Regions from separate parts of the Mus musculus genome. Here region 1 is linked to region 2. Evidence: chromatin contacts called from public promoter capture Hi-C data. All regions are on one chromosome and are shown on one strand. Each heading gives the region's core, a stretch centred on a gene start, on an enhancer-like site or on the middle of the called end of the contact. The rest is flanking DNA. Distances are from core to core; before and after follow the strand shown. Region 1 holds the start of Nfkbia (nuclear factor of kappa light polypeptide gene enhancer in B cells inhibitor, alpha). Region 2 has its middle 21 kb from the start of Gm24296.

What was found. Promoter capture Hi-C pulls out the DNA fragments that hold promoters and counts their contacts.
Region 1: a contact with region 2 is called in a promoter capture Hi-C map of pre-B cells, with 5 times the contacts expected there. The contact joins the promoter of Nfkbia here to the enhancer-like site in region 2. A contact is called at or near these places in 7 of 39 promoter capture datasets (the C10 cell line, cranial neural crest, liver and 2 more) and 4 of 115 datasets of contacts at active chromatin or transcription factors (bone marrow-derived dendritic cells, extraembryonic endoderm stem cells, memory CD8 T cells and 1 more).

What each region holds. Positions count from the first base shown.
Region 1 is chr12:55,490,237-55,495,894 of GRCm38.p6, forward strand. Nfkbia (nuclear factor of kappa light polypeptide gene enhancer in B cells inhibitor, alpha) reads right to left here and starts at 2,411. Exons shown (of 6, transcript NM_010907.2): 1 at 2,064-2,411; 2 at 1,434-1,542; 3 at 884-1,094; 4 at 535-623; 5 at 170-430. The coding sequence starts at 2,290. Gm36634 (a long non-coding RNA gene) reads left to right here and starts at 3,059. Exons shown (of 3, transcript XR_381610.3): 1 at 3,059-4,110.
Region 2 is chr12:55,015,200-55,020,261 of GRCm38.p6, forward strand. No RefSeq gene overlaps it. Among named protein-coding and RNA genes, the nearest start is that of Gm24296, 21 kb to the left of the region's middle. Within about 2 kb of position 1,807, at least 42 of the 459 cell types and tissues checked have an H3K27ac peak or open chromatin away from gene starts, as enhancers often do. A contact at or near this core is called in memory CD8 T cells and pre-B cells, where this site is marked.

The sequences.
Region 1 (5,658 bases), core at 1,161-3,660, 480 kb after region 2:
AATTCCCTCATTCCTCAACCCAAAAGGGTAAGCTCTTAAAACAAACCAGAGACAAATTCTTGGGATCCTGGCTTTGCAAGCCGAGTCTGAGAAGTTAAACAACTGAAATCCCTCTGATCCAAAGCAGCCCTAGAACAGCCGTCAGCGTGCTGAGGGGAGGAACACTCACCTCATCCTCTGTGAATTCTGACTCCGTGTCATAGCTCTCCTCATCCTCGCTCTCGGGTAGCATCTGGAGATTTTCCAGGGTCAGCTGGCCCAGCTGCTGCTGTATCCGGGTACTTGGGCGGCCCCAGGTAAGCTGGTAGGGGGAGTAGCCTTGGTAGGTTACCCTGTTGACATCAGCCCCACATTTCAACAAGAGCGAAACCAGGTCAGGATTCTGCAGGTCCACCGCAAGGTGGAGGGCTGTCCGGCCATTGCAGGGCTCCTGAAACCAAAAGCAATCAGGCGTTAGTTTACGGCTGCATCTGGAAACCTGCTCACCATCAGAGCCAGCCCAACAGAGATTAGGTGGAAGGGAGATGTACTCACCTGAGCGTTGACATCAGCACCCAAAGTCACCAAGTGCTCCACGATGGCCAGGTAGCCGTGGATAGAGGCTAGGTGCAGACACGTGTGGCCTGGAGGAGGAAGACAAAAACTGTAACTACGTGTTTCAATCCTCACACAACTCATGTCTATTGTCTTGAGGACAACCACAAACATCATCAGTTTTGAAGAACTCAGAATCTGGGTTCTGAGTGAATATCATATAGGCATCGAGGAGAAAACTTTTTAAAAAGATCACAGTGTCTGAACTTTGTATACGTTCGGAGTTTAAGACTCAAGTGGCCCCATCTCTCTCCCTCCTCTGCATCCTTGGATGGACTGGCAGACCTACCATTGTAGTTGGTGGCCTGCAGGACGGAGTGGAGATGCTGGGGTGTGCAGGTCTGCGTCAAGACTGCTACACTGGCCAGGCAGCCCTGCTCACAGGCAAGATGTAGAGGGGTATTTCCTCGAAAGTCTCGGAGCTCAGGATCACAGCCAGCTTTCAGAAGTGCCTCAGCAATTCCTGGCTGGTTGGTGATCACAGCCAAGTGGAGTGGAGTCTACAAATGGAAGAGGAAACAGAAAGGGATAAGCCATGGAGCAAACCCATAGTCTTGAGTTTCCTGAACCCCAGACACCTCCCGCTATGGAATCTGATCCTCCCATTTGTCTCTTAGGAGATCAGGCAAACAGGAGGCCCTAGGTGGGTCATAAAGACCTCACTAAACCCAAGGGATTTTTCTTCTGGTTCTAAGACGTTGGCTGATTTGAATGCAAAAGGCCAAGGCAGATAAGAACTAAGTGACTATTAATTTAGAAACGCTTTGGGGGCGACCGTGCTACATCTGACTCCACCAAGGGGTCAAAGAGGGCACCCGCGGGGCAAGCAAGCAGCGCACCTGCTGCAGGTTGTTCTGGAAGTTGAGGAAGGCCAGGTCTCCCTTCACCTGACCAATGACTTCCATGGTCAGCGGCTTCTCTTCGTGGATGATTGCCAAGTGCAGGAACCTGAGGGATGACAGGGAAACCCCCCGAGGGGTGGTGAGCACACTGCGTGGGGGGGGGGGAGGCGCGGGCTGGAGGTGGGGTTGGAGGGGGGATTGCGCAAGGCCGGGGTTTCTGGAGGCCGCGGCCGCGGTGTTTTCCGCGAGGTTATTATGAGCTGAGTGTTCCTGGCAGCCGCCCAGGGACTTTCCGTGCCCCACCCCCTCCGGGCGGGCGCCGGCCAGACCGGCCCGCCCTCCGCCGCCCGGAACGCCCTGTACTTCCCCTCGCGGCCGCGCGGCGCCCGGCGGCTGCGCGCCACCGCTGCCAGGCCGGGACTTTGCGTCCTCGCCGCCGCTGCCGCCCCGCCCCCCCCGGCCTGCGCTCGGCGACTCCGGGTCCGGGGACAGGGGAGGAGGGGGAGGGGGGAAGACAGGCGGCCCGCCGCAGCCCCGGCGCCCCGCAACCCCGGCGCCCTCGCCGTGCAGAACCCCGAGCGCGCTGCAGGCCCCGCGCGACCCCCACCGGTGCCCGGCGCCACTTACGAGTCTCCGTCCTCCGTGAGCTGCTGCTTCCAGGGCTCGGCGGCCAGCGGCGCCTCCTGCGGCTGCAGGCGGATCTCCCGCAGCTCCTTCACCATTTGCTCGTACTCCTCGTCCTTCATGGAGTCCAGGCCGCTGTCGTGGCGATCGTCCACCAAGCGCTCCTTCTTGAGGCCATCCCGCGGGCCCTCCATGGCCCAGTCCTGGCCGTGCCCAGCTGGCTGAAACATGGCTGTGCGGGGCTGAGCGGGTGCAGGCTGCAGGCTGCTGGCGGCTGGCTGGCGAGGTCTGACTGTTGTGGGCTCGGCAGCGCCGCCGCGGCGCCCTATAAACGCTGGCAGGGGATTTCTCAGGGGCGGGGTCAGGCGCGGGGAATTTCCAAGCCAGTCAGACTAGAAAAAGAACTGGCTCGTCCTCCACTGAGAAGCCTAAACCCAGGGCCGGGGTTCATCGGAGAAACTCCCTGCGATGAGCCACTGGGGTCATGCACAGGGAACTTTTTGATGAGCCCTGAGTGGCTGGAAAGTCCTCCCGACCAGGCCCCCTCCCTCTAGGTACTTCCCTGCAGCCTGCACTCAGTAACCCCAGCCCTCTGCAAGAACCCTTCTTTCCCTGGGGTTTCCCACCGGGCGATTTTGGTTTGGGGTCCCAAGCTGCGCAGCTTCCAAGGACGCAGACCTGCTAGGCTGTTCCTCTTAGCGATTTGCCAGTTTGCAGGTCTTTTCCGGTTTTTGATCTTTTTGAAAACCCAAGAGTGGAAACGCTGGCTAGGTGCAGGGATTCGCTTCTCCTAAATTTCTGCGACGACGGACATATGAGTGGTTCCGGGGCCGGCTGTGTTTTGTCTGTTCCAGGCCCTTTGCAATGCAGGGACATTTGGCTGTCCTTCACTCCTACTCCATGAAGCTGTAAAAACTTTGGCATTAAAACAAACAAAACCACCACCACCACCAACAAAAACCAAGAGCTTGGAGAACCCCTAGATTATTTCCTAGGGGTCAATAATCTTGCCCCCCCCCCCGGGGGAGGGGCAAATCCTAGCTCCGTATGGGAACCACATTTTTCCCCAAGTAATGCAAGCTGTTAATCTTAGTAGAAGTTGTAGTTTCCTTGCAACCGCAACTGTTGCGTTCTTGCTGTCGGAGTTAACTTGTTGCAGAGAATGAAGCCGGAGCTTATTGTGAATGCCTAGCAGAGCAATTGACTTAGTGCCCTAGCCAAGGCTGGCCTCTCAAACATAGCTAAAAAAGTAACTGTGAGGTATCCTGCAGGAGGCTCAAGATAGTCCTAACACAGACCCCATCTGAAACCTGCTGCTTCTATCAGCTTCCTTGCTCCCAAGGGACCGCGGCATTATGGGTAGCTGCTCCCCCAAGAAAGGGATTTGGGCCTGTGAGCCTCTAGTTTAACCGGCAAAAGTACAAATGTTACTTCCACCCCACCCCTACTTAGGGAAAATTAAAGCAACGTGGATCAGAGTTTGTCAGACCAGATCCAGGAGGCCTCTCTAGTTCTGCATAGATTTCTGGTGAGATGTGAATGATCTTTTTCTTAATGAGCCTTATGTCAGCTTTCCTCTCTTTGGAATTCCAGCGCCTCCCCCTGAGTATGCATGTGAAGACACTGAGGGAAAAGATTCAAAATCCAGGAAAAACCAAAAAGCCTCCAGACAGTAAGGGCCAGGTTAAAGTTAAAACTTCCTCAGCGAATTCTCCTTTTCCTCTCAGTGGCAAGTTGGATCTGCAAGTGTAATTGAGTGGGACATAGTGAGATTGATCATGAGCAGGACATCTCAATTCCACGCTCTGCCTTTCATTAAATACATTAGTTGGAGAAGTCACTTAACCTTTTTTTTTTATGGTATACTTGCTTTTATAATAATAAGATTGGATCTGTGCTGGTGGGGTGGTTTGAGACAGGGTTTACGTTGTAGGCCCGGCTGGTCTGGATTTCACTGTGTTGTCCCTGTTGACATTGAACTGTTAGTAGGACCTCTGCCTCAGCTTCCCCCTGAGAGCTGGAATTGCACGTCAGTCCTGGAATATTTAAGGTACTTTGTGATATCAGATGGGCATCATTTGTCTAGAAATACACGTCTCTGCTTGGAAGTATGAGTGTGGACTTTTGGAAATATCACAGTATAAATTTTTGGAGGAACCCAGCTTCGTATGCATTATGGTTAGTTCTCAGAAGTAATATTGTAAGCTAGGTGCGGTTCCCATTTTCCTAAAGAAGAAAACAAAATACTTAGAGATGTACCCAGGCCCCCTAATGTCAGTTCGTCTAATTTCTACTACAATATATTAATCATTTTGGTAAAGTATATGTTAACCCTTGGAAACACCTTGCAAAAATGAGACCAAAATGTAGTATAATTTGGAATACACTAAAAGTATTTAGCCTAGTTTGAGGTCAATATGGGCAACATAAGACCCAGTCTTGAACAGCTCCCCAGCCCCCAAATCTGTCTTCCGCTTGGGAGATAAAGCAGAGGATAGGTAGTTTCTCATCTGGAGATAGTTCTTTAAAACTGCAGAGCAGGGCTGAAGGAATGGCTCAGCAGTTAACAGCACTAGCTGCTATTCCAGAAAACCTGAGTTTGATTCCCAGCACCTACGTGGTGTCCTGCAACTCCAGTCCCGGGAGATTCAGCACCGCCAGGCACCAAGCATGAGGGTGGAACACATACATACATGCAGGCGAAACATTCATATACATAAAAAATTAAGTAATATAAAATTTAAGCAATGTACCCTATTGTAATGAATATATATATATGAAGTTAAAGTTTGTAAAAAAAAAAGCCACAGTATGGACTCAAAGCCCCATCTATAAAGGATACTGCAGAAGGTGACTTGGGGCTGCAGGTATAAAATGAAGGAGTATGTATATTTATGCCTCCTTGGGCTGTCCCGACAGCTTCAGGCCTTGGCATCAACTTCGGTATTGTTTAGTGTGACACCTAGTGGCAGGAGTCAGGCTCAAGCATTTCTGGGCTGTCACAGAACCCTTTGAAAAAATCTGGGCGGTGCTGAGGCCGGCTGACTTGGCCCTCCCTGGGAATTCCCTAGGAGTTACCTTCTGTTTACCTGCAGCTCAGGAACACTGTTGACTTACTAAAGTGAGCCAACAGGCTTTCTTTCCATGCACGGCTCCATATAGCTTAAGTCAACAACACCACAGCTCAGCAGGATTGTGTGTGGACAGACAAGAAGGAAGATGTCCAACAATGAAAGGGTCTGGCTTCTTGGAGGCGGCAAGTGAACTTGTGGATCCTTCCATGCTTCAGTTTTCTCCTCATTGTCAAACATTTATCTAAGCTTAACACTTTTAAACTGTCAAAGCTTTACATCACTGTTTTGGAGACAAGGTCTCACCATTGGGTCACAGCCAGCCTTGACCTCCTGAGTGCTAGGATTGCAATCGTCCGACACTGTGCCTAGCCCTGTCTTGGTGTTTGTGAGCTCAGGGCTGGGGATGACCTCAGGGCCTCTTGCAAAGATGATAAACACATAGTTTACCACGAAACTACACCTCAGTCTTTTGTTTTTCCTTTTAAAGCAGAAGGCAAAAATAATATCTTGTACCTTGTAGCAAC
Region 2 (5,062 bases), core at 557-3,056:
CATCACCCCACATTTAGACAAACATAAAAACAACTTAGCGGTTTCTTTTTTATTCTTTAAATATTTTTTTTATTATATGTAAGTACACTGTAGCTGTCTTCAGACACTCAAGAAGAGGGTGTCAGATCTCATTACAGGTGGTTGTGAGCCACCATGTGGTTGCTGGGATTTGAACTCAGGACCTTCAGAAGAGCAGTCAGTGCTCTTAACCACTGAGCCATCTCTCCAGCTCCTCTTCTTTATTCTTTTTCTCCTTTTTCTTTAAAAAAAATTCTTGTTTGTTTTGATTTGAGACAAGGTTTCTCTGTGTAGCCCTGGCTGTCTTGGAACTCACTCTGTAGACCAGGCTGGCCTCAAACTTAAGAGATCCACCAGCCTCTGCCTCGTGAGTAGAGTACTAGGATTAAAGGCACATGCCGCCACCACCACACCTGGCTTTAGTTAGTGGTTTCTAAGCTTTCAAGTCAGAATCTGCAGTAGTCTGCTGGCTTCAAAAAAAAAAAAAAAAAAGAAAGAAAGCTTGCTTTACCTCAAAGAACAGTACCATAAAATATTAAGAGAAAAAAGAGCACTTTGCGGGGTGTTCTGTCAAGTCGGGGAAGCTCGCCTTTGAATCCTGCCTCTAGCACTTAGAGCTCCAAGGTGCATTCTTTCTGGCTGTTGCTGATCTGGACATAGGCTTCATAACTGCCCCTGGATTGAGTTTTAAATCACATAATCATCTTTAGGATCATTCTTCTCTACTGTTGTTGGGAAGAAGGAAAAGGAAAAAAAAATTCCTTTGAAATATGGTTTCATTATATAGCCCTGGCTGGCCTGGAACTTGATATGTGGATCAGGCTAGCTTCAATTTTACAGAGATCCACTTGCCACTACCTCCCCAGTGCTGGATTTACAGGTATGTACCATCGCATCTGGGTTAAAAAGGGCAACTTTAAAGGTATTATAACTGATAAATATATGTTGAGTCCAAGTCTACTTTTGACATTTTATAAGCCCCCAAACTGAAATACATGTAATACCCTACATATTAAATATCTATCTTAATATCAGAGATCTCTAAGCTAGGTGGTGGTATATACACACAGGTAAAACTCCCATAAATATAAAATACAAAATAAAAGACATTTGCTTATGGTCGTTTATGGAAAAGAATGATCACTAGGAAACAGCATAGGTTCTGAGTACCACGCAAGATGGATTCCTTTCATTGAGCATGAAACCCAGAGCTTTGAGCATGCTAGGTCAGTGCTGTGGCTAAGCTATGTCCCAGTCATACCCACACACTCTCTTTGATTACATTATCACCTGGAACCTGCCTTCATGTATCACTGTGGCTGAACTGTGAGCGGAGCTGATGACTACCCTGGAAACTATTTATGGGTGTGCAGTTCTGACTGTACAAGAAATTAAGCTCTTTCAAACCAAAACCGGAACTAGTAGAGAGAAGTCAGATTATATCAGGTTCATGGCAAAAATTTTTAAGGACTATTATTTTATGTGTATGTGCCTGAGCATACGTATGTGTGTGTATCATGTTCAGGCAAGAGGCAGCAGAGGCAAGGAGTGGGCATTAGATCACCTGGACCTGAAGTTACAGACAGTTGTGAGCCACCCTAGAAACTGGTCCTCTGCAAAACCAACGAGTGTTCTTAAACACTGGGCCACCTCTCCAGTCCCTATAACAAGAATATTTAAGACAGAGGCCAGACATCCAGACAGGGACACATCTGTGAGTGAACAGGCAAGGCAGGATCATTTTTGATGGGTATCAGAGCAGAAAGATGAACAGGAAGGAAGTAAATTTCGTTTATCAGGGGCACTAAAGAACTGGTGAGGCTTCTTGCCAAGCCAGGCAGTTAGAAGCACTGTGATGTCCTGGGGACACAGTGTCATGCACAATGCTCTCAGATCGCTATTGTTTCCTCGGGAAACCCCGTTAGAAGACTTGCACATCCTTTTTGCTTTTGAAACAACTAGAACCCTGATGGCAGCCTGTAATTGTAGAGCTCTCCCTCCCAACCCCGATGCAATTAGGGGGCCTTAAAAATACCGGTGCCAACAGCTCCAACCTCCAGCCAATTAAATCAGTCTCTGAGGGAGTGAATCCAGTCCCCAGTAGCTTTCAAAAGCTCTCCCAGGTGAATTTAATGTTCAGTGAAAGTCAGGAATTACTTCCCTAGAGGAAAGTTCCTGCTGAATACTGCTTCCGAACTTTAATATGTGTACAGTAAATTGGGGGTGGGGCTTGTTAAAATGCAGGTTTTGACTTACTAAGTCTGGGTGGGGAACAAAGATTAGCAGTTCATAATAATCCCCCAAGTAATATGAGTGGGGTTGGGGTTGGTATACAGGTCACACATAGAGTCGTGGGCGGTAGGAAGAATACTTGCAATACGCTCTGGTCTGTATCTATTAAAAATTTAATACTGGGGTTGAAGAGATGGGTCAATGTTAAAAACACTGGCTGTACTTCTAGTGGACCCAGGTCCAATTGCTAGCATTGATACGGTCACTTACAACATGACACACTGACATGACACAATTGTTTGTTACTCCTGTTTCAGAGGACTCAATGCCGTCTTCTGGCCTCTGTGGGCACCAGGCACTCACGCAGTGCACAGGTATACATGGATCAAGAGCTCCAAATATTAATCCTGATGATTATACAAAAAAAGACAATGAACGATTCCATCTTGGAATTAAAATTTTTAAATTACTCTTGCAGGCCAAAATAAGGAAAAAACGTATTCCTTAGGGGGCTGAAGATATGGTTCAGTAATGAAAAGCCTGGGTTCAGTTTCCAGCACCCACATAGCAGTTCACAATCATTTGCACCTCCAGTCCCAGAGGACCCAGTGCCTTCTGGCCTCCAAGGGCACCAGGCACACGGACATTCAGGCAGGCAGACCACTTACACACCTAAAATAATCTCTTAAAAAGTATTTCTTAGAAGAAACAAAGTCTATTAAAACGGGCACGGCCGTGCAAGCTTTTAATCGCAGGACTTTGGAGATAGAAACAGGCTGATCTCTGTGAGTTAGAGGCCAGCCTGTTCTACACAGAGCTCTAGCCTAGCCAGGACTACACAGAGAGACCATGTTTTGTTTTAAAGCCTATCAGATAAGCTGATCTGGAGGCTGGACTGGTTAAGAGCACTGGCTGTTCTCATAGAGCAGTGGTTCTCGACCTTCCTAATGCTGCGACCATTCAATATAGTTCCTCATATTTTGGGGACCACCACCATGAAATTATTTCCATTGTCACTTCATAACTAATTTTTTACTGTTATGAATCACAATGTAAACATTTTTGGAAATAAAGGTTCACCAAAGGGATTGAGACCCACACGTGGAAAACCCATGTTCTAGAGGAAGTAGGTTCAATTTGCAGAATTGGTAGCTTACAACTGTCTATAATTCTAGTTCCAGAGGATCTGATGCTGACTTGGGCCATGGGGCATCAGGCATGAAAGCAAAAACAGCCCCCCACACACATAAAATAGAATAAATTTATTTAAAAATAAGATAGTTCTGGAATTAAAAGAAATAATTAAATATATTAGAAGAAAGATGATAACAGAAAAAATAAGAAAGCAAGAGAGCCAGGTGGTGGCGGCACGTGACTCTAATCTTAGTTCTTGGGAGACAGAGGCAGGAAGGTCTCTGAGTTCAAGGCCAGCCAGGGCTACACAGAGAAACCATGTCTTGAAAAACCAAAACCAAATAAAGTGGAGGGGTAGAAAGAGCTTTAGAGCACAGATAACCATCAGATAGGAGAAAAAAACCCCACTAACTTGTCAAGTAGAATTATACACAGATGCTTCTAAAGTTATGACAGGGCATCACCCCATATACTTACTATTAGTTGACAATACTTGGTCTAAACACAGAATACATATAATCTACTGGACACCATTGCTTTTAGCTTAGCCTACTTTGAACACATTCAGAACAACACTATTAACCTATAATTGGCCAAACTTATCTGTCACAAAGCCTATTTTATAATGAAGTGTTGAATGTCTCATGTATTTTATTCTTATAGCACCCCAAAACTCCCTGAGTAACATTTTGGCCTGCCAATTGTCTGCTGTTCCCCATCCCCCTCCATGATTTCATGGTTCCCTGGGAGATGTGACAACTGTCCAGTATTCCAAGGAGGTCCTATATTGCATATGGCTAGCCTCAGGAGACTGAAACTCAGATTCGAAGTACAATTTTTACTAAATACCAGTTGCTTTTGCACCTTGAGACATGAAAACTTCTCAAGCTGAACATGCTGAGTTTCCGCCCATCCCTTTACGTTAGTAATTGAATTTGAGGAAGTGAAATAGAAAGTGTCTGAGGGGCTGCTGTAAAAATACGAGGAGTCTGGAAGTCAGAAAACACAGTAAGATGGAGTAGTGCACTACAAACCTGCCCCAGAAAAGTGGTGGGCAATGAGTTCCAACAGCCATGCTCATTGCCCCCGCAGTGCTCAGCAAGCCTGATGCAGGATGAGACCGGGGGCAGATGGACTCAGTAGGGAGGAGAAAGTCTAACTAAGTGAGGAGAGAACATTAGAGCCAAGGAGTTAGGCATGCTCTCTAAAGACTGGCTCCAGGGCTGGAGAGTGGTTAAGAGCACTTCCTGTTTGTAACGACGGCCTGGGTTCCAGTGGTGGCTCACAACCATTCCTAACTAGAGTTCCAGGGACTCCAGCTAGTTTCTCTGACCTCTGAAGACGTGGGTACACACATGGTGCATGTACACACATGCAGGAGAAATACTCATAAATAAATGATAAATAAATAAATAGTAACCATAAGCTCTTTGAAGAGAAAGAAGGGTAGGAGAGGGAAAGAGGCCAGAGGTGGTGTGCATGACTTGGAAGGGAGAGGCAGGCAGATCTCTGTGTGTCCCAGGACAGCTTGGTCTACATACTGAGTTCTAGGACAGCCAGGACTACATAGTCAGGCCTTGTATCATGAGAGAGAAAAAGAGGCAGAGACAGAGACAGAGAGACAGAAAGACAGAGACTGAGAGAGAGGGTGAAGAAGGAAGGAAATGACCACTGTGAA